Linked DNA regions of Sus scrofa: all the other regions are linked to region 3. A link is a contact called in public HiChIP or PLAC-seq data. All regions are on one chromosome and are shown on one strand. The core of a region is the stretch at or near the end of the contact, and the rest is flanking DNA. Distances in the headings are between cores, read along the strand shown.

Region 1 (2,700 bases), core at 40-2,539, 170 kb after region 3:
TTTAATTAAATAGGAGTTTCCATTGTGGCTCAGCAGTAATAAACCTGACGTGTATCCATGAGGATGCAGGTTCGATCCCTGGCCACGCTCAGTGGGTTAAGGATCTGGCATTGCCATGAGCTGACACAGCTCAGATATTGCTGTGGCTGTGGTACTGGCCGGCGGCTATAGCTCCAATTCAAACCCTAGGTACCTCCATATGCTGTGGAATGTGACCCTAAAAAGACCAATAAATAAGTAAATAAATAAATAAAATGTATAAATCATTCTAGTCTTTGGGCATACAAAAACAGACAGTGGATTTAAGAACTCATAACCCAGTCTTGCAGGCTGTGCTCCAAAAAACTGAAACCAAAACAGCTTGAGAATAAGGAAATGCTTAGGATTATGCCTGGAAAGCCAGGAGTTCCCTGGTAGCCTAGTGGTTAAGGATCTGGCCTTGTCACTGCTGTGACACAGGTTCCACCCCTGGCTCAGACACAGCCAAAAAAAAAAAAAAATGGAATGCAGCATTACGTAGCCAGGGCCAGGGTTTCCGCTACAGCATGAGGAGGTCTGCGGTGTCTCTGCAGTGCCAGGATGCAAGTTCGATCCCGGGCTGGGCAGAGTGGCTTAGAGATCCCTACGTTGCCACCAGGGCGGCATAGGTCGAAACCGCAGGCCAGCCCCAGAACTCCATGTGCCGTGGGGCCGCCAAAAACGGAAAGAAAAAAAGAAAGGGACAGGCGTGAATTCACTCGAGGGTTCAGAGCCGAACTCCAAGTGGAAATGACAGCCTGTTTTGCTCCTGAGGCTCTTGTACCCCTTGTTTTTTGCAGAAAGATTTAAATGTTGATGTGGGAGTGCAGACGAGAAATAGGCATCAGGGACTTCCCGTTGTGGCTCAGTGGTTAACGAATCCGACTAAGAACCAGGAGGTGGCGGGTTCCATCCCTGGCCTCGCTCAGTGGGTTAAGGATCCGGCATTTCTGTGAGCTGTGGTTTTGGTCACAGACGCAGCTCAGATCCTGTGTTGCTGTGGCTCTGGCCTAGGCCGGCAGCTACAGCTCCGACTGGACCCCTAGCCTGGGAACCTCCATATGACGTGGGTGCAGCCCTAAAATGACAAAAAAATAAATAAATAAAAAGGAAAATAGGAATCAGGCTAGACCGCTTGTAGTTTAAGTTCACAGGTTTCGCATCTTCATGAGGAAGCCCCACCCAGGGGAAGTGGAGGAAGAGGATGTAGGCTGGCCTTGCTCCGGTGGGGAGAGCAGGGTTTCATTCCCACACTTCCTGGAGGGCCAGGTCACTTCCGGAGAAGCCTGCTCAGCATCACGGAGCCCAGCAGGACGGCCTGGACCCAGGATCATGTCCCTGCTTCTGCCCATGCTGCTCTTCCTCGGTGAGTCCAGGAGAGAGGCTGGGGCACAAGCAGACGGCTATGGGGGGCAGGTCTGGCGGTGCCTTAAGAGGGGCTATTCTCACCTGGGTTTCCTTCCAGGGTTTTATCCAGGCCAGAACACGCAGGAACAGAACGGTGAGTCGTCCTTGTCATACGCCCAAGGAACCAGGCACGTTCAGCTCAGACAGCAGCTCCCAGGGAGGCTGGGAAGCGGGGACTGGGCATTCACTCTGGGGGCTGCACAGGGGGCCGAAGTGGAGGCTGGTGTGAGAAACAGACACACCTGTGACTCCCTTACCTGTCCCCTTGCTTCTAGGAAATCTCTCTCCACCGCTTATCACAGCTCTGCCTGGATCCTTGGTTCCACCAAAACAGCCTGTGACCATCCTGTGCCGAGGGCCCAAACAAGCTGAAGCGTACAGGATAACCAGAGTGGGAAGTCCTGAGCCCCAGGAAAGAGAGGCCAACACGGTGGCTTTCCCAGAGCTAAGCCCAGACCTTGTGGGCCCGTACCACTGCTCCTACAAGATTGGAGAGGACTGGTCCCCGCTCAGCAACCTCCTGTATCTGGTGATGACAGGTGAGTGAGACACAGAGGCTGAGCCAGGACCGACTCCCCTGCAGAGGGAAGAACCAGGCTTTGGAGAAGCGAAGCACAGAGGACCAAACCTGTGTCCTCAGCGAGGATTCGGGGATGACGCTGAGCTAGGTCTCCTTGGGGCAGCACGAGGAGGGGAGGGAAACCAGAGCCTGTCTGTTCTCAGGGGGGGAAAGGGACAGTGCCTACGTGCCCCCCCCCCCAAATCACCAAACTTCCTTTTTTCTCAGAAGCTTATGAGAAACCCTCTCTCTCGAGCATGACTGGCACTGTGGTGGCTTCGGGGGAGAATGTGAAATTGCAGTGTTTCTCCAAAGTAAACTTTGAAGCATTTATTCTCATCAAAAACAATGGAAGTCACACCTTCCAGGAACAAAGCTCCACCCCCCAGGGCAGAGGAGCCCAGGCCATCTTCCTCTTGAGTCAAGTCTCCTCTGCACAGGCAGGGACCTACAGATGCTGTGGTGTCTTCAACCAAGGCCCCTTCCTGTGGTCTCAGCCCAGCAACCAAGTGCAGCTTCAGGTCAAAGGTGAGGACGCCAGCCCATTCATCCCATGTCCCCTTCTGGAAGCTGTCACCATCCAGTTTAAGCAGCACTTGGGAAAGGAAGATAGCAGATGGGAAGGTGGTATCAGACGCGAAGCGGTGAGGCCTGCGCCCCCTCACCCACCATCAGGGAAGGGTCCTAAAGTCACTGGGAACCTGGGAGCAGAGATC
Region 2 (2,700 bases), core at 165-2,664, 150 kb after region 3:
CCACAAGCTGCAGTGTAGGTCACAGATGCAGCTCGGATCTGATGTGCCTGTGGTGTGGGCCTGCACCTGCAGCTGGGATTTATCCCCCTGCCTGGAACCTGCCCTATCATATGCCACAGGGGCAGCTCTAAAGAGAAAAACAGCAAGAGAGACTAGAGAGGTAGCCTTGTTAGATGAGTTAATAAAATGAGGAGTTCCCATCGTGGTGCATTGGAAACGAATCTGACGAGGAACCATGAAGTTGCGGGGTACATCCCTGGCCTTGCTCAGTGGGTTAAAGATCCAGCGTTCCCGTGAGCTGTGGTGTAGGTTGCAGACAAGGCTCAGATCCCACATTGCTGTGGCTGTGGTGTAGGCCGGGGGCAACAGCTCTGGTTAGACCCCTAGGCTGGGAACCTCTGTATGCTATGGATGCGGCCCTAGAAAGACTGAAAAAAAAAAAATGTTGATGATGTAGCCCACCCAAAGGAACTCTAGGTGAAAGGATTTTCCCTGAAAAGAGAGCAATTCTCTATTTCACACAGGTGTGGGTCATGTGAGGTTGAAGACCTAGGCTAGTAAACTTAAAAGCTGAGCCGACACAAGCCTGGGAGGCTCTGCTGCGAAAAGCAAAAGAAAAGTGAAGGCACCGGCTAAGAAGAAGCCATAGGAGGCAGCCTCGAACTATAGCATCGCTCAAGTCTCCCTTCCTCACTAGCAGCAGTAGTGTCCTCCAGTGCTCCGTCACCACAGGCATCCTGGGGGAAATACCAATAGGTAAAGCCACGACCACGTCACTGTCGCTCCCCCTTCATGACGGTGACACGTGCATCCACCTTTGAGCTCAGGGGCGGATGCCATCCCAAATTATAGATGAAAGACTGAGTAAGCCCTGCTCAGAACCACAGCAGAGGGCAAACACAGGGCAGGGGGGCCTGAGGGGTCTCTTTGGGGGCATGCAAACGTTCTGAAATTGGGTTATTATGACAGTTGCACAACCTTGAGTCAGCTAGGGCTCACTGTACACTTACAACGGGGGGATTTTGCAAGAGAGAAAGCCAACCCGCATGCAACACTTAAAAATAACACCAGGAAAAAATTACAGACAAAAACCACTGGCAGCTGCCCCCTCCAAATCGCTTTTTCTCGTCCTTATAAAGAGGGGGGGGGCTCAGCGTTAGGACCTCAAAACACCTTCCAGAAGTCTCCCGCCAGCCACTAAAATGAGCAACGTTCCGTGGTAGAAACTCAACCAGTAATTGCGACGGACGCCAGAGGCGGGACAGAGAAGCAGACAGGAGAGCTGTACTCACCCCCCCGGAGACTGGGATGGCGTGCGCTTGTGAGGCCCGCGTGCGCACGAACCCTCCAATAAGACGACGTCTTCTGCCAGCCCGGGCTCTGTGATTGGTCTTTGGCGTGGACCTTGGTGGGGGCAGGACTTCCGGCCCAGGAGGAAATGGGCGGGCCTCAATCTTCAAAACGAGGCTCACATGGAACCGGCCCGGGCCCCATCCCTGAGGATCCCAATTGAACTGGTCTGGGGAGTGCTGGAGGGAGCCAGGAACCTGCCAGCGCTCCCCAGGTGATTCAGATATGCAGCCTCGCAGCCACACCGGCCAGGTCAGGTTCTTCAGCCTAGGAACCACCAGCATGTTGAGATGGACGGTGCTTTGTTGGGAGGGTGGGGCTAGGGGTGGGGCTTTCCTGTGCCTCCTAGGTTGTTCAGCAACACGCCTGGTCTCTATCCACTAGAGGCCAGTTGTACCATCCTGTTCTGACCACCAAACACGTCTCCAAACGTCGTCAAAGGTCCCCCAGGGGACAAAAAACCATCCGACCTTGAGAACCACCGACATAGTTGCAATTAGCTGCCTCCCTAATCATCCCAGTTATATTCAGCATCCATAGGCTATCTTAAATGAAACGTGTATATCACAACAGTTAAGCTCATTTGTTCCAGAGGTGATGGTATTCATTTACAGCGACATTTAAATGTGTATTTTTTCACTGATTTTTTTTTTTTTGTCTTTTTGTCTTTGTTGTTGTTGTTGTTGTTGTTATTGTTGCTATTTCTTGGGCCGCTCCCGCGGCATATGGAGGTTCCCAGGCTAGGGGTTGAATCGGAGCTGTAGCCATCGGCCTACGCCAGAGCCACAGCAACGCGGGATCCGAGCCGCGTCTGCAACCTACACCACAGCTCACGGCAACGCCGGATCGCTAACCCACTGAGCAAGGGCAGGGATCGAACCTGCAACCTCATGGTTCCTAGTCGGATCCGTTAACCACTGTGCCACGACGGGAACTCCTGATTTTTTTTTGTTGTTGTTAATTTGCACATATATTCATTTTAACACATTTTTGCCTATTGGAGAGCCAATGTTTTTTGAGGTAAAATAATTGAAAACTTGAAGACACTCTGGACTAGGAAATAGCCTATGGTTAGATAAGAGGGATGAAAGAATTCAGCAAATTGTTTGTGGTTTCTCTGGGTGGTTATGTTATCTTACAGGGCAAGAGGGATTTTGCAGAAGTAATTAAGTTTACTGATGAGTTGATGTCAAGATAGGGAGAGTGTCCTGGCTTATCTGGAGGGTCCAGCATAATTATATGACTGCTTCAAAGAGAAAGAAGCCAGAGGGATGGGTTAGCAGAGGAAATGAGGGATATGAACCCTCAGAGGGATTTAATGCATCGCCCCTGGTGATGAGGGTAGAGAGT
Region 3 (2,700 bases), core at 105-2,604:
TTAACATGGGGGACGTGAGGGCAAGCAGGTAGGACAAGACCAAGTCCCTTATATGCATGCATTTCTCCCCTGCCAACACTTTCACCTTTGTCCCATAATGATAATTTGGGGGAGTAGAGAATTCCTCACTTACCCTTAATTCCTTGATGGCGCTTTGTACTGTCCCCTTATCTCTTGGCATTTTCTTTCTTCAATTTCCTTTACTTTGTGGTGAAACATCAAGACACACATTTCACATACATAGTCACACATCCTCGCATTTGTATGTTCCGTCTACGTCTCTGTAAAAGACCCAAGAATTTGCCTCTCACACTGCTGCAGACATTGTCCTCCCTGACTTCCTTCAGAAAGTCACAGCATCCACAGTACTTCCTCCTTCTCCTCCCCACGTACCCAGATTTTCTAATTCCGGTCTCTCTGTACTGTGTCCTACAGAATTCCCTCAACATTGTGTTCCAAGTTCATAATTGGCTCTTTGGCTATAACTTCTTGATGAAAAGGATATTTTGAGTGTATTGATGAAAGTATTATTCTTTTGCCCCTGGAAGTTATTTCCCTAGTTCATTGCTAAAATTCTGTATACCTCTAGAATATGATCCCTTTTGCTGTTACAAGAATTTATGTTCCTTCTTTAATTTTTCAGATGTATAAACACACCTCAATTAAAATGTTCCATATATTCCTAGTATCCTTTTTCTCCGGATGTGAGAAGACGAACTACTAACTCCGTAGTGACTCCTCACAGCTTATCATTAGGATTTCTCTCCGGTGTTCATTTCTATTGCATGCTCAGCTCCCAGATACCTGACTTTCCATAGTTTCTCCCAGGTCTGTCCTGACATTCAGAGCCGAGATGGGTAGATTCTTACAGCTGCCCTGCCTCCTGGCATCCACTTTCCCCACCTCAGCATCCAACTAGGAATGTGCCCAGCAGGCATGGCCCCCAGGTGAGTCTCACACTCACACGTAAGACAGACACCTGCGTAAGACTGTCATACATTAAATCTTTTCCAAAACACACAGGGGATGTGGCTGAGGGCTGACCTTGGGGCTGGGTCAGTGAGCAGAGATACCCCAGTGCCCGTTCACAGTTATGGGAAAGGGGCAACACCACTTCCCGCTTGGACCTGGCGCCCTCACCCCTCCCTGCCTGTGAGGACCTGGGGTCCCTGTCCTGTCCACGGGGAGCTGGAAACTGCCGCTTAAATAACCCCCTTGTTATATTCAGGCTCTGGGGGTCGCTAAGACTTGGCAGCTTCTTCCTCTTCTTTTTTGGCTGTGGTTCCCTCTCTGTTTTGGGAGGTTTCATTTCTCCCTTCCTACAGTAGACTGTGCCTATGTGTTTCTTAGAAAACATAAGCAGCACTGCTTGGTGTGAGGAGCAGATGAGAGCACGTCAATCATCCGCGGGGACTCTGAGGTCTGACACCTGGATCCTGTCATCTCCTCCCCTGCCCAGGCCTCTTCACCAGGTCTGCAAATTCGCCAACACTGGGTCCCTTCATGTCCTGGCACCACTGAGCTCACAACGTCTCTGAGGAGTGGGGTTCAGACCACAAGGTGCAGACGAGCAAACAGAGGCTGAGAGACGGGACGTCACTGCTCAAGGTGCACGGGCAGAGCATGACCAGGAATATTTAAATAATACCAGCTCTGTCCCTCGAGTCAGAGCACTAACCCACTCTCTGTCCCACAATTCTGAAGACAGAACCAGAGCCGGAGGAGGAGACTCTGCTCAAGTGATCGAGGAGACCAAGGAGGAAGGAAGAATTGGGGGCTTGTTCCCAGGAAGGTGTGGTGGAGGCTGTTGCAAGAAAAAAGAGAAGTCGTGGGAGGGGCTGTAACGGAGAGAAACCCCACACTATGGGCTGGGGGAGGACTCCTGTTTCCTTCCTTTGTGTCTTGTATTTCTCCTCTGCTCTCATGGCCATGTTGACCTGCACTTAGATGCTAGATGTGTGTCTCTAATGACCTGAATTCTGCAGGGCATTTATCTGAAGCATCTCCAGGACTGGTGACCCCTGTCCACACGGAGGAGCCACAGGGATGTGCTGATGGATGGGCAGAGGAGGAAGGAGACACAAGGGGAGGCTCTGAGAGGAAGGACACACCCTGGTCACCTGTACCTGGAAGGGGCACCAGGTTTGTCATGGACACAAGTGCCAGGCTCTCAGGAAGAGGCAGTTCCCCTTCCTGTGGGGCTTCGGACGTGACAGCCCCATGACAAGGAGGACCAGCCTCCAAGGGGCCACACCCTGCAGTCTGTGTGTCCTGAGGGCGCCGGGCTCTCCTCCAGCTGCACAGCCTGGACCACGGGGAGGAGACGCCATGACCCCCACACTCCCAGCCCTGCTCTGCCTCGGTGAGATGCAGGGCGAGGGGAAGCCCTGCTCCGGGAGGGACCCGGAGGGACCCGCCCCCTCCCCACACCAGCCTGTGCTCTCGGGACACCCAGCACCCAGGGGGCGCCCGGGCACGAGAGGTTCTGCTCAGAGTCCAGGGCGAGTCCTCACGGGTACTCTCTTCCAGGGCTGAGTGTGGGCCTGGGGACCCAGGTGCAGGCAGGTGAGTCACTGCCCAGGGGTCCCAGCGCCTCCTCTCCTCCGAGGGGACAAGGGGCCACCCCCAGGCACTGGGCATGGAGATGGCAGGGAGGGGCTGGAGGGCGGGCAGCCAGGCAGGGTTGGGCTGAGAGCTGGG

Evidence for each region. HiChIP or PLAC-seq counts read pairs in DNA pulled down with a chosen protein or histone mark.
Region 1: a contact with region 3 is called in an H3K27ac HiChIP or PLAC-seq map of alveolar macrophages. The contact joins the promoter of LOC100511639 here to the promoter of LOC100517285 in region 3. A contact is called at or near these places in 1 of 47 Hi-C or Micro-C datasets (liver) and 1 of 2 datasets of contacts at active chromatin or transcription factors (alveolar macrophages).
Region 2: an H3K27ac HiChIP or PLAC-seq map of alveolar macrophages shows a contact between it and region 3. The contact joins the promoter of NLRP7 here to the promoter of LOC100517285 in region 3.

The regions. Positions count from the first base shown.
Region 1 is chr6:59,166,592-59,169,291 of Sscrofa11.1, forward strand. LOC100511639 (leukocyte immunoglobulin-like receptor subfamily B member 3-like) reads left to right here and starts at 1,290. Exons shown (of 8, transcript NM_001243872.1): 1 at 1,290-1,384; 2 at 1,484-1,519; 3 at 1,701-1,964; 4 at 2,213-2,512. The coding sequence starts at 1,351.
Region 2 is chr6:59,149,502-59,152,201 of Sscrofa11.1, forward strand. It overlaps NLRP7 (NACHT, LRR and PYD domains-containing protein 7), which reads right to left and starts at 1,415. Exons shown (of 8, transcript XM_021094979.1): 1 at 1,293-1,415.
Region 3 is chr6:58,995,095-58,997,794 of Sscrofa11.1, forward strand. It overlaps LOC100517285 (leukocyte immunoglobulin-like receptor subfamily A member 5), which reads left to right and starts at 1,355. Exons shown (of 7, transcript XM_013988698.2): 1 at 1,355-1,608; 2 at 1,705-1,792; 3 at 1,986-2,362; 4 at 2,530-2,565. The coding sequence starts at 2,221.